Linked DNA regions of Zea mays: regions 1 and 2 are each linked to region 3. A link is a contact called in public Hi-C data. All regions are on one chromosome and are shown on one strand. The core of a region is the stretch at or near the end of the contact, and the rest is flanking DNA. Distances in the headings are between cores, read along the strand shown.

Region 1 (3,971 bases), core at 626-3,125, 370 kb after region 3:
GTACGGGACACTGAAACCAACCAAGGGGCGGCACGGCATCGGAAGGTACCCTACGGATGGACCCGGACACGACACGACACGTCTTGTGCACCGTAAAAAGCATCAGAGGACACGTCGTCGGACCTGTTTGCCGGCACTGACCCCTGTTGGGTCGAGTTCGTTGGTGCCCAACATATTCCCCGGCGTCGGCGTGGGGGCAGGGCCAGACCACCCCTGCCCTGAGTGGCCGCTCTCATCTGATCTCCTCTTTCTAGCTAGCTCGTCCGCCGTCGATCCATACATGTTGCTCGCAGGAACACCTGAAAGAAGATGCCGCACCGCACCACACCACACACATGTTCCAGCAGTGCCCGATCGAGTCCCTGCCTGCCTGCCTGCCCTTTTCTATGTGCTGGGGATGCAGAAGGGACAGGAGTGGGCGAGGATATATGCCGTTGTGCCGTGCTGTTTCGGTGGCGGCGCTGGACCATCCCCCGCCCGCCGCTGCACCTTGATCTCCTACCATCCGTCCATTCCCGTTGCATGCCAAGTCAGACTCACGAACCAACCCTAACAATGGCTAATAATAGACTCTAACCACCAATTAGCTCCATTAAACCAATCTGATTCGAACACACTCATGAACAGGCTCAGCTAAGGGTCGGATCGGATGCATACATACATACTGTACAACCTCGAGGCAGCAGCGGCACACTGTGGCCTGGCCTAGTGGCCTGGGCCTGTCCCGGGGACGACGACAGCTCACCCGACCCGACCCGAGCACGGGCGGACGGAAGAGTCTCCTCATCTCCACAACTTGGGATGCTCGTCATCGGTCCCGTGGGCTCCAACGACGACGTAACCGGATTAATCATTGAATAAATCCAGATGCTGTTGTTTGCAAGCCATGATTAGCTAGCGTATGAAGGAGGACCCACCGTATCGTATATACGGCAGGCTCGCCAGGAACCGACACTTGCCGCCCGCCGTGCCATCAGCCGCCTCACCCGCACCGCAACTACTGGTAGGTGGCTAGGTAGCCTAGGCATGCAGTGCAGGACGACCCAACGGGGAGGGAAAGAGTAGAGTAGAGCACGCACGCACACGCACAGTGTGCACGCGAACGAAGCAAGCAGAAGCAGCGCAAAAAGGAGAAGAAGAAAAAAAAACAAAAGCCTGACGCGAGGCGAGACAAGGACAGATCGGAAGGGCACGAGAACACGGTGAGCTGCAGCACACAGCACGCAGTAGGTGGAGTGGCGACCTCGATCGGTTTCAGGGATCCATCGCCCGGGAAGGGGACGGACAGACGGACGGCTCCGAGCTTGCTTGGAGGCGAAGGCCGGCAACGAACGGGCCGAGACCGACAGCGGCGTCCCGAGCAAGGCTTGCAGGTCGCGGTCACCAACCCCGGCCGGGCCTGCCCTGGCACCACCGGACCGGCCACGCGCGCACCTGTCGCAACAACCCCACCCAACGCGCGCGTCGATCGACTGGGGACAGAGGACGCCGGACGCCGCTCTGGCACGGCGCGTCTGCTCTGCTCGCCCTCACGGCGCCAGCGCCACCGGATCCGGTTGGCACGTCCGTCCATCCATCCGATCGGTCCAGTTAAAGCTTTCCTGCTGGCTCTGAACGGTGAGACGGCATACATACAACTCCATCCATCAGGCTTAGGCCATCCGAGTTCTTTTCAGCGTCCAGTTGTGCAGGGCGGTCGCACACACACCACACACGCGCCCCGTCCATTCCATTCTCATCGCGATCGAGGTGGCCTGGCACTGGTACTGGCACTGCCCTCGCTGGCCCCAGGCCATGGCCTGTCTTCGCTAGCTTCCTTCCTTACAGTATAAATATTTTGGTGCGCCACTGCGCCAGCTCCGGCCTGTCCCTTAGTTGTACCATCGTGTCCTTTTCCTCCTACCTCCTCCTTGGCTGGCCCTCTTCCCCGTCTTCCTCCCTCTTCCTTCGTCTCTCCGTTTCAAGCCCTACCGACAGGCATTTGCTTCTGCTCCAGTGATCAGCCCCCTCCCCTCCTGGCCTCCTCTCCACCCGGCCAAAAACTGATCTTTTTTTTTCGGTTCTGGTACCATAGCTATTAGTAGTCGTAGCGGCTAACTTGCAAGCCGATTGTCTCTAGCACGCAAGTGTTTTTCCCTCCCCTGAGATTGGTGGGTGATCGAGAGTTCGAGACAGTGTACACATACATACTCTGCTCGTCTGCTGAGGATCGATCGCTTGGTCTCGTTGTTGCGTAGATAGGTACTAGAGGACTATAGCTACTAGTAGGACTAGGAGAGGATCCGAGGGAGAGAGAGTAAGGCCAAGATGATGCGCGCGAACCGGGAGCAGAGAGTGGCCTTCTCGTCGACGAAGGAGGCCGCCGCGGTGCCCAAGGAGGAGGTGTGGGAGGTCCGGCCCGGCGGGATGCTGGTGCAGAAGCGGAGCCCCGACGCGGACCCGCCCCCCGGCGGCGCGCCCGTGCCCACCATCCGCGTCAAGGTCAAGTTCAACGGCGTCTACCACGAGATCTACATCAACTCCCAGGCATCCTTCGGTAATAATGCCTCCTCATCCGTCCTCCGACTGTGCATGTGTTGTAGCTGTTTCTTTCTACTGAGTGAATTCGAGCCGGTGAATGCGTGTTCCTGCAGGCGAGCTCAAGAAGCTGCTGTCGGAGAAGACGGGCCTGCACCCGGACGACCAGAAGGTGGTGTACAAGGACAAGGAGAGGGACTCCAAGGCGTTCCTGGACATGGCCGGCGTCAAGGACCGCTCCAAGATGGTCATGCTCGAGGACCCCGCCGCCAAGGCCAAGCGCCTCCTCGAGGAGCGCCGGACCGGCAAGGCCGAGCGCGCCGCCAAGGCCATCGCCCGCGCCGCCCTCGACGTCGACAAGCTCGCAACCAAGGTGCGTACAGCAGACAGCAGTCAAGGTTCCTGTCCCACGTACGTTCTGTCTCTGTGACTCTCACGCCGTATTTGATTGGTCAGGTGTCGGCGCTGGAGACGATCGTGAGCAAGGGCGGCAAGGTCGTGGACGCGGACGTGGTGACGCTGACCGAGGCGCTGATGAACGAGCTGGTGAAGCTGGACTCCGTCGCCGCCGAAGGGGAGGTGAAGGCGGCGCGGCGGGCGCAGGAGAAGCGGGTGCAGAAGTACGTGGAGACGCTGGACGCCATCCGCGCCAAGAACAAGGCGGCGGCGGCGGCGGCGCCGGCCAAGGCCCGCAGCGGCAGCAACAAGGCGCGGCCGCCGCGCCCGCCCCCGGCTTCGGCGCACGCGCATCAGAGCCAGCAGCAGCGCCGGCAGTTCCAGCCGCCGGCGCCGGTGTCGCAGACCCAGACGGCGAGCTGGGAGACGTTCGACCTCCTGTCGTCAGTGCCGTCGACGTCGGCGGCCCCCGTGACGACCATGGCCCCCGCGACCAGCACCACGCCGTCCCCGCGCTTCGACTGGGAGCTCTTCTAGATGGCTCCTCAAGGCGCCAGCCTGCCACACCCCCCTGGCCTGGCCCCCATCTCTCGCCACTTGTGTGCCTGTCCATTGGCTCGGCCAGTACCTTCTCCTGTTCGCCTTGGCCATGGTGCATGTCAATCGCCATTGTTTCTTTCTTTCTTTCCTTCCCGCTCTCTTTATTCTGTCATTCTTGCTGTCCTTTGAGCGATTGAAAGTCTGTGTATATTGCATTTGCATGATCTCTCCACACCCCCCCCCCCCCACCCCACCCACCCCAGAAAAAAAGGAAACAACTGCAGTGAGAGTGAGCTACTAGTGAACAGAACAGAACAGAAGCGCATGCGTCCATGGTGTGTCTGTGTGCAAAATAAGTGGTGGCCTCGTAACCGAACCGACGAAGGATTTTTTTGCCATGACCATATATGATATGTTGTTGTATGTATAGTAGTGCAGCAGTGTACATGAATCAGACAATGTTCTCAACGTACGTGTTTCCTTGTGCTAGCTCCCGGATGTAATGTAAATGAATGGTA
Region 2 (4,351 bases), core at 742-3,241, 270 kb before region 3:
CATTAGAGGCATTGGGTCTATTTTTATGGATCTGTGGTGCTCCTCAGTCACTTCGGCATGCAGAAGATCGTTTTTGTAGGTCACTAGAAACATGTAGTAGAAAATTTGACAAAGTTTTAAATAGTGTAAACAAACTGGCAGCAGACATCATTAGGCCAGTAGATCCTAAGTTTACATGTGTTCATCCAAGGTTGCAGTCACCTAGATTTAGCCCTTTCTTTGACAATTGCATTGGAGCCATTGATGGCACACATATCCCAGTTGTGGTTCCTACTACCAAAGTAGTTCAACATACTGGAAGACATGGGTACACTTCACAGAATGTCATGGCCGTTTGTGATTTTGATATGAGGTTTACTTTTGTTGTGGCTGGATGGCCAGGATCAGTTCATGACATGAGAGTTTTCAAAGATGCAATTGGAAAATACGGAGATAGGTTTCCACATCCTCCAGAAGGGAAATTCTATCTTGTGGACTCGGGGTATCCAAATCGTATAGGATATCTTGCTCCATACAAAGGTACAAAATACCATCTTCCTGAATTTCGTCAAGGTCCAATGCCAAGAGGTAGAAAAGAAAATTTTAATTATGCACATTCTTCACTTAGAAATGTAATTGAAAGGTCATTTGGTGTCTTGAAAATGAAATGGAGGACTCTATTAGATCTCCCTAGATATCCTATGGCAAAACAAAGTAGAATAATTATAGGGTGTATGGCACTTCACAATTTCATTAGGGGGAGTTTTTTGGGAGATAAGGATTTTGAGTTGTGTGACCATGATGAGAATTATGTGCCTGAAGTTGGTGAGTCAAGTACACAAGAACAAGAACAAGTAGCAGGTTCAGTACAAGGTGAAGAAGATCGGAATATGAATCAATTTCGTGATTGGATAGCAGATGGCTTGTTCAACAAACTGTAATGTTTTTGTGTGTAATAAATATTACAGAAATGTACTGCTTCTTGTGCTTTGTGCTTTGTCTATGCTTTCGTGATCGAAATGTTTACTGTAATGTTCACTGTAATAAATATTGCTTTGTACTTTCATTATTGAAATGTCTACTGTAATGTTCACTGTAATAAATATTGCTTTGTGCTTTCATGATCGAAATATTGAAGAAGATCGAAATGGTTACTGTAATGTATATTGCTTTGTGTATCTGTACCACGCGTGTATCTGCACCAGGCGTGTGTAGCAGGTGGCTTGAATAGCGCAGATATCTGCACCAGCACCAGGCGATTGTATTTGCACCGGGCGTGTATGCATGCAGTAGATAGCAGGTGGCTTGAATAGCGCAGATAGCAGGTGGCTTTGTGGCAAGGGCATTTCAGTCTTTTTTAATGTTCAGAATATAATTAGTCCCTAGAACCAAACAAGTAGGGACTAAAGTTTAGTCCTAGAACTAATTGAAACCAAACATGGCCTTAATGGCTAATGCTATTTAGATCACTTTTCTCCCTCATCCTTGGTACATAGTAACCATTATTATCTCTTCCTCTCCTCTCCAAGACAATAGTGTTAGTAGTTTAGTACGGATAATATTCTGCTAGTTTTATATAAGTCTTGAGTTTTATCCTTCCTTCTTATAGACACGAGGAGAGGCAACATGCTACATACACATACACTAGTAGACTTCAGTTCACCTGACTTTTAATCCGTATCGTACCAAATATTTGAATATCGATTGGCCGACACGCAGGACGCAGCAGCTGTGTGGCCGGCGAGAGGGAACCTGCGCGCAGGCCGCAGGGGATCCGCAGCAAACAGCCGCGCGGCATAGGCAGATAGGCTAGCCATCGCCACCACGCCACGCGGACGCCTCGCCGCGCGGACGCGTCCGGGGCACCACACGCGTACGTGTGCCGTGTGCGACGCGCGGCACCACACGCGTACCCGAGCCGGCGCCCGACCCGCCTCCAGAACCACACCCCACGTCCCCGTCGCGGCGGGCCAGGCTGCAGCGACAACACCGCACTAGCCTAGCCTCCCCCCGCCGCTCGGCCGAATAGAATCGATTCCCCCTCCTCCGTCGCTGTCCGGCCGACCGCGGAGAGCGGAGTCGATCGGGGGCGACAACGATGGTGGTTAGCGTGGCCGCGACCGGGCCCGGCACGGACGCCGAGCCGGTGAGCTCCACCTTCTTCGCGTCCCGCTACGTCCGCGACCCACTCCCACGGTCAGTCAGTTGCTGTGCTGGCTGTGGCACTTCTTTGATGATACGAGTACTAGCAAATAATGAAGAGCTCTGGTAGTGGCAACTTCCGTTTCAGCCCGCCGCGCGGAGGCCGCTGGTTGGCCAGGGGACACCACGCCTTCCATTATTAGAGTACCACTACTCCATTAGTACCAGCGTACCACCACCACCGAAAACGAATCCCAGAACAGTACCGCAGCGGCAGCCATGGTGCTCTCGCACGCGAGCTCCGGCCGGGACGACGACGACGCGGTGGCCTCCACCTTCGCGTCGCGCTACGTGCGCGAGCGCCTGCCGCGGTGACGTGACGACCACAGATCCGGCGGCCGCGCGCTAGCCTCTGTCGGTGCTCATCCTGCTGCTCGCCGCGCGCAGGTACCGGATGCCGGAGCGGTCGATCCCGCGGGAGGCGGCGCAGCAGATCATCAGCGACGAGCTCATGCTGGACGGCAACCCGCGCCTGAACCTGGCGTCCTTCGTCACCACGTGGATGGAGCCCGAGTGCGACAAGCTCATCATGGACTCCATCAACAAGAACTACGTCGACATGGACGAGTACCCCGTCACCACTGAGCTCCAGGTAGTATGTTAGCACCACAGAAGGTAGAAGAAAGGAGATCAGAGATTAGAGCTAGGAAGACGGAAGGAAGACGAGAGCTAGACGGGGTCTAAGTAAATTGGTATTTTGTATTTCGTTGTTTGATGCCTTTTACAGCTGACTCAGCCTATATTTATATCTCCTCAAGCCCACATAACCCATAGCTCATCTACTACACCTAATATATCTAACATAGTACTACAACTAATAAATCTCTTATAAGCTTGACTAGATCTATAAAAAAAATAGCATTGGTGTTTATACATCTTTACTATAAAATTACATTATTCTATAGTTAATTCAATTATTGCATAATAAATATTAGTAATCTTGTTATATATTTGATCGAACTTTTATTGTGAATCACAGAGAATAAGTTTTCTATTCTACTTGGGAAAACCATATATGAGCAATGCCAAAAGTTCTCGAGTTTTTCGACCGGAAAATCCTGAATATACCTGATAAACAATGAACATATATGGACGACCTGAAGAGAAAAAAAAAGTTCGATTGTTTTGTGTTTCCCAGTTCAGACTAATAAGTTACAGTAACAGATGGTTTGTAGAGATGTTTAACTTGTCTCTGCCAAACAATAACTACGACCTGTTTATACACTCCTGTTATGTTACTTGCCACTGTGCATTTGCTTACTGCCTGCCCTCTATTCCTGCAGAACCGCTGCGTAAACATGATAGCTCACCTGTTCAACGCGCCGATCAAGGAGGACGAGACAGCTATTGGGGTCGGAACAGTGGGATCCTCGGAAGCGATCATGCTTGCAGGTCTGGCGTTCAAGAGGAAATGGCAGAACAAGAGGAAGGAGCAGGGGAAACCGTGTGACAGACCCAACATCGTCACCGGTGCCAACGTTCAGGTACTCTGTGTCCGTGTACAACTGTTGGTCGACGATCAGATCGTAACCGCCGTGTGTAACAATGTGTCTGAAAGACGCCTTTGGTGGTCGTTTCTGATGTCCTAGGTCTGCTGGGAGAAGTTTGCAAGGTATTTTGAGGTGGAGCTGAAGGAGGTTAAGCTATCAGAAGGGTACTACGTCATGGACCCCGTCAAGGCTGTTGAGATGGTGGACGAGAACACTATCTGTGTCGCGGCGATCTTGGGGTCGACTCTCACCGGAGAGTTCGAGGATGTCAAGCAGTTGAACGACCTTCTTACAGAGAAGAACAAGGAAACTGGGTGAGCGTTTTGTTCTCTGCCTGGGCTTCTAGCTAGCTAGGGCATTATCTTTTGAATGCAGCATACTCTGCTCTTGTTTGATTCTTTCTGTGAAGATGCTTACTTCCCTTGTTGATGCACGCAAATGAAGGTGGGACGTGCCTATCCACGTCGACGCCGCGAGCGGAGGGTTCATAGCGCCTTTCCTCTACCCTGAGCTCGAGTGGGACTTCAGGCTGCCTCTGGTGAAGAGCATCAATGTCAGCGGGCACAAGTACGGCCTCGTCTACCCTGGTGTTGGCTGGGTCATCTGGCGGAGCAAGGATGATCTGCCTGAGGAGCTCATCTTCCATATCAACTACCTGGGGACGGACCAGCCTACGTTCA
Region 3 (3,903 bases), core at 701-3,200:
AGCAACATGCTCATGCACATTTAAAATGACTAGGATGCTTTTAATCAAGTTATAATTCATAAGTGCAAATTCTTAAATTCATTTGAAAACATGGAGCCAAACTAACATAAAACAACATCAATTTTGTAGGAATGCTTATAGCTGCGCATAGTCTTTGATGACACAGAGAAAAAGGCGACAACTAATACACAAGCAGGTACTAAATGCAAGTGTGCAAATAGACATTTTACTCCGTTAGATCTAGATCCGACGGTATGTCACATTTAGCACTTAAATCCTTCCACCACTGTTTATTGTAGCTTTATAAAAATCCCCTAACAAACCACAATTGTATCTGCCGGTAGATTTAAATCTAACGGACAAAAAATTCTAATTACAAGTATCTGCTTGCATATTAGTCGTTGCCCATAGAAAAGGTTTATGTAATTAACAGCAGCGTAAACATCTTATTGACAAACTTTGATTTTGCAGTGCACGCAGAATTCAGATTTAGACAATTGATTATTCAAATTCTAACATAAGAAAATAAGCAAGTGAAGCATGCATGTCCTGATCAACTAGCAGACAACACACAACCATATAGGGAAAAAATGTAACAGGACCTACAACACATGATGATCACATACACAGAATATCTAATCATTGACTCCACTAAAACGAATTAGTTTACTGAAGCTAAGGAATTCAATTCATGCTCCAAGGATAGAAGACAAATTTAGCGAGTGAAGTTGAGAGATTTGCTGCGATAGGCTTGCCTGATAATTGGAACCTCTGGCTCAATCAAAAAAGCCACCCCCCTCGCGTGCCTCCGACATGACTGTATCCGATTCGGGGTGCGGAGGCCACTCAGATGACACAGTCTCGCCGCTATTGGCAGGTCCACCAGCTCCATCCCCGGTAATAGCCTGTGCGAGCTGCGTGGGCGACGCCGAGATATGAGACGCCAGTGGCGCATCGCTGCCGATGCGGACGCGGCGGCGTGTGGTGGTGCTGAAGCGGATGGTGATCCGCGTGGGCGGCGGGTCCTGCTGCGACGGTGCGGCCTGGTCGGGGTCGTCGGCGGGGGGGATGCGGAAGCGGCAGACGGGGCAGGAGTTGTGCATCCCGAGCCAGGTGACGATGCAGAAGGAGTGATAGAGGTGGGCGCAGGGGAGCTTCCGCGCCTCGGAGGCGAGGGGCAGGTCGTCCTTGCAGATGGCGCAGACGGCGGTGGGCTCAGCAACCTCGACCGTGGGCAGCGCGGCGATGGAGGCGGCCGTGGCGGGCGGCTCCCCTCGGCCGTGCGGGCCGGGGCCGTGGCCGATCTGCTGGAGGTGGTGGCGGTGGGCGAAGCGGCTAAGGTAGGCGCGCACCACGTCGGGGTCCATGACAAGGTCGAAGTCGTCGTCGGGGTCGTCCGAGAGCGAGGAGGAGGAGGAGTCGGAGAGGAAAAGCGGTGGGGGCGGCGGCGGCGGAGGTGGTGGTGGAGACGGGGTGCTAGGGTTCTCCTCGATGAAGTCGCTATGGCAGAGCGGGCAGAGGAGCCTGGCCGAGGAGGGCGCGGCCGGCTCGGGCAGCGACACCGTGGCCTCGCACTGGTAGCAGTAGAACTCCGGGGGCGGGAGCGGGAGCAGGAGCGGCTCCGACGGCGCCCCGGCGGGCGGGGAGGGCGCGGGCGAGGACATGGTCGGCACCGACCCCCTCGCCGGGTTCTGGCTTGGGGGGCTCCGCCTTCGGGTCCGGTGCTCCTCCGGGTCGTCGCCCTCGCGTCCTCGGCTCTTTCCTCTGCTTTGGTTGGGGGGACTTGGGGTTGGGATTTGTTGCGGGAGCAGGAGCACTCCACTAGTCCGCAGCCGCAGTCCCATCGTCCCTTTCGGCCGGGCGGCGCGGGGCCCCCCGTGGCCTGCGGCCTGCGGCCTGCGGCCTGCGGGTGTTTCGCAAGGCGCAGGCGCGTCAGCGCGTGAAATTCTGGGCCTGAAAATGCTGGTGGGTCCGCGCCGGCGTGGTGTTGTCCCGCGCTGAAGCGGCGGAGTAGTTCCCTAGCGTCCGCGACTCCGCGTTGTTTTTTTTCACATCTCTCGCTCAGATTGGGACGTGTCTGACGATAATTGGTCTTGGGCCCTGTTTGGATCCTATTGGATTATGAAAATCCAATGCAAAAAATCTCATACGCATTCAAACGGACCAGATTTTTAGAGCTACAGTGTATAATCTGGGCCAAAATCTACAATCTAGGGTTGGGTGGGTTAAAAGAGGATTCTGCAGTCCGACAAACGGTGAAAAAACGACAATAACCCTGAAAATTCAACTTTGCAGCACATCTCGATGTTTCTCGTCTCCTCCGCCAAACATCCAGGTGGTTCTCGCGCCTCGCCGGCCGGTCTTCAAATCCAATTTCCGACTTCACGAGAGCTCGCCCGACCTCTTCCCTTCCTGTGCTTCCCTCCCTTCGCTTCCCCCAAACCGCTCCCTGCTCAAATCCATCGCTCCCTGTCAAATCTTCCGCTCCCAATGGAGTTCTTTGCTGCCACTGGTGAGGACGAAGACTCCGTCGACACTTCCAACCTACCGGTCAAACAAGCATTCTGGGAGTTATCCCCCCAAGCTAGCCGCTCCATGGGTGTCCCTGGAGCTCATCTTCAGAGGGCTGCTGCAAACTTCAATAGCTTCGACTTCAACTCTGAGGCCTCAAACTATGTGTCGGGGACCATAATTAGGGTACCCTCAAGACTCCTAAATCTCAGCTGGTAACCCCCATCAGCACAAAGCTGCAAAGGCCTGATGGGTGCGACTAAGTCAAGGATCGGTCCATTCGAGGGACGCGATCACGCCTCGTCCGAGCCCAGCCTCGGGCATGGGCGGCCGACCCCGGAGGATCTACGTCTCGCCTGAGGCCCCCCTCTAGCAACGAACACACCTTCGGCTCGCTCGAGGCCCAGTCTTCACCAAGAAGCAACCTAGGCCAAATCGCCACGCCAACCGACCAAATCGCAGGGGCATTTAATGCAAAGGTGGCCTGACACCTTTATCCTGACGCACGCCCTCCAGTCGACAGAGCCGAAGTGACCGCAGTCACTTCGCCGCTCCACTGACCGGTCTGACAAGGGGACAGCGCCGCCTGCGCCGCACCGACTGCTGAGCCACTCGACAGAGTGAGGCTGACAGCAGCCAAGTCCGGCCCTAGGCGCCATGGGAAACTTCGCTTCGCCCGACCCCAGGGCTCGGACTCGGGCTCAGCCCCGGAAGACGACGAACTCCGCTTCGCTTGACCCCAGGGCTCGGACTCGAGCCCAGCCCCGGAAGACGACGAACTCCGCTCCGCCCGACCCCAGGGCTCGGACTTGGGCTCAGCCCCGGAAGACGACGAACTCCGCTTCGCCCGACCCCAGGGCTCGGACTCGGGCTCAGCCCCGGAAGACGACGAACTCCGCTTCGCCCGACCCCAGGGCTCGGACTCGGCCCTGGCATCCGCCGACGGTCTCCGCCTCGTCCGACCCAGGGGCTCGGACTCGACCTCGACCTTGGAAGACAGACTCGACCTCGACCTCGGAGGAGCCTCCACCTCGCCCAACCTAGGGCACGGACCGACCACGTCAACAGGAGGCGCCATCATTACCCTACCCCAAGCTGACTCAGGCTACGGGGAACAAGACCGGCGTCCCATCTGGCTCGCTCCGCCAGACAAGTAATGATGGCGCCCCGCACGCTCTATGACGACGGCGACTCTCAGCCCCCTTACGGAAGCAAGAGGACGTCAGCAAGGACTCGACAGCCCCGACAGCTGTCCTTCCGCCAGGCTCCAGCGCTCCTCCGACGGCCACGACACCACACGAACCGGGTGCCAAAACCTCTCCGGCTGCCGCGATGGCATGTACTTAGGGCGCTAGCTCTCCTCCGTTAGACACGTTAGCACACTGCTACACC

What was found. Hi-C and Micro-C count contacts between places; a contact is called where the count stands out from the background.
Region 1: a Hi-C map of endosperm shows a contact between it and region 3, with 2.9 times the contacts expected there. The contact joins the promoter of LOC100384516 here to the promoter of LOC103643126 in region 3. A contact is called at or near these places in 3 of 25 Hi-C or Micro-C datasets (bundle sheath, endosperm and leaf).
Region 2: a contact with region 3 is called in a Hi-C map of bundle sheath, with 2.9 times the contacts expected there. The contact joins the promoter of LOC100284394 here to the promoter of LOC103643126 in region 3. A contact is called at or near these places in 4 of 25 Hi-C or Micro-C datasets (bundle sheath, ear, leaf and 1 more).

What each region holds. Positions count from the first base shown.
Region 1 is chr1:201,946,090-201,950,060 of Zm-B73-REFERENCE-NAM-5.0, reverse strand. It overlaps LOC100384516, which reads left to right and starts at 1,875. Exons shown (of 3, transcript NM_001357537.1): 1 at 1,875-2,536; 2 at 2,634-2,890; 3 at 2,974-3,695. The coding sequence starts at 2,308. The coding sequence ends at 3,450.
Region 2 is chr1:202,581,599-202,585,949 of Zm-B73-REFERENCE-NAM-5.0, reverse strand. LOC100284394 (glutamate decarboxylase) reads left to right here and starts at 1,991. Exons shown (of 7, transcript NM_001157289.2): 1 at 1,991-2,175; 2 at 2,569-2,773; 3 at 3,465-3,665; 4 at 3,771-3,985; 5 at 4,116-4,351. The coding sequence starts at 2,078.
Region 3 is chr1:202,313,918-202,317,820 of Zm-B73-REFERENCE-NAM-5.0, reverse strand. LOC103643126 (WAS/WASL-interacting protein family member 2) reads right to left here and starts at 1,950. Exons shown (of 2, transcript XM_008666280.4): 1 at 756-1,950. The coding sequence starts at 1,844. The coding sequence ends at 777.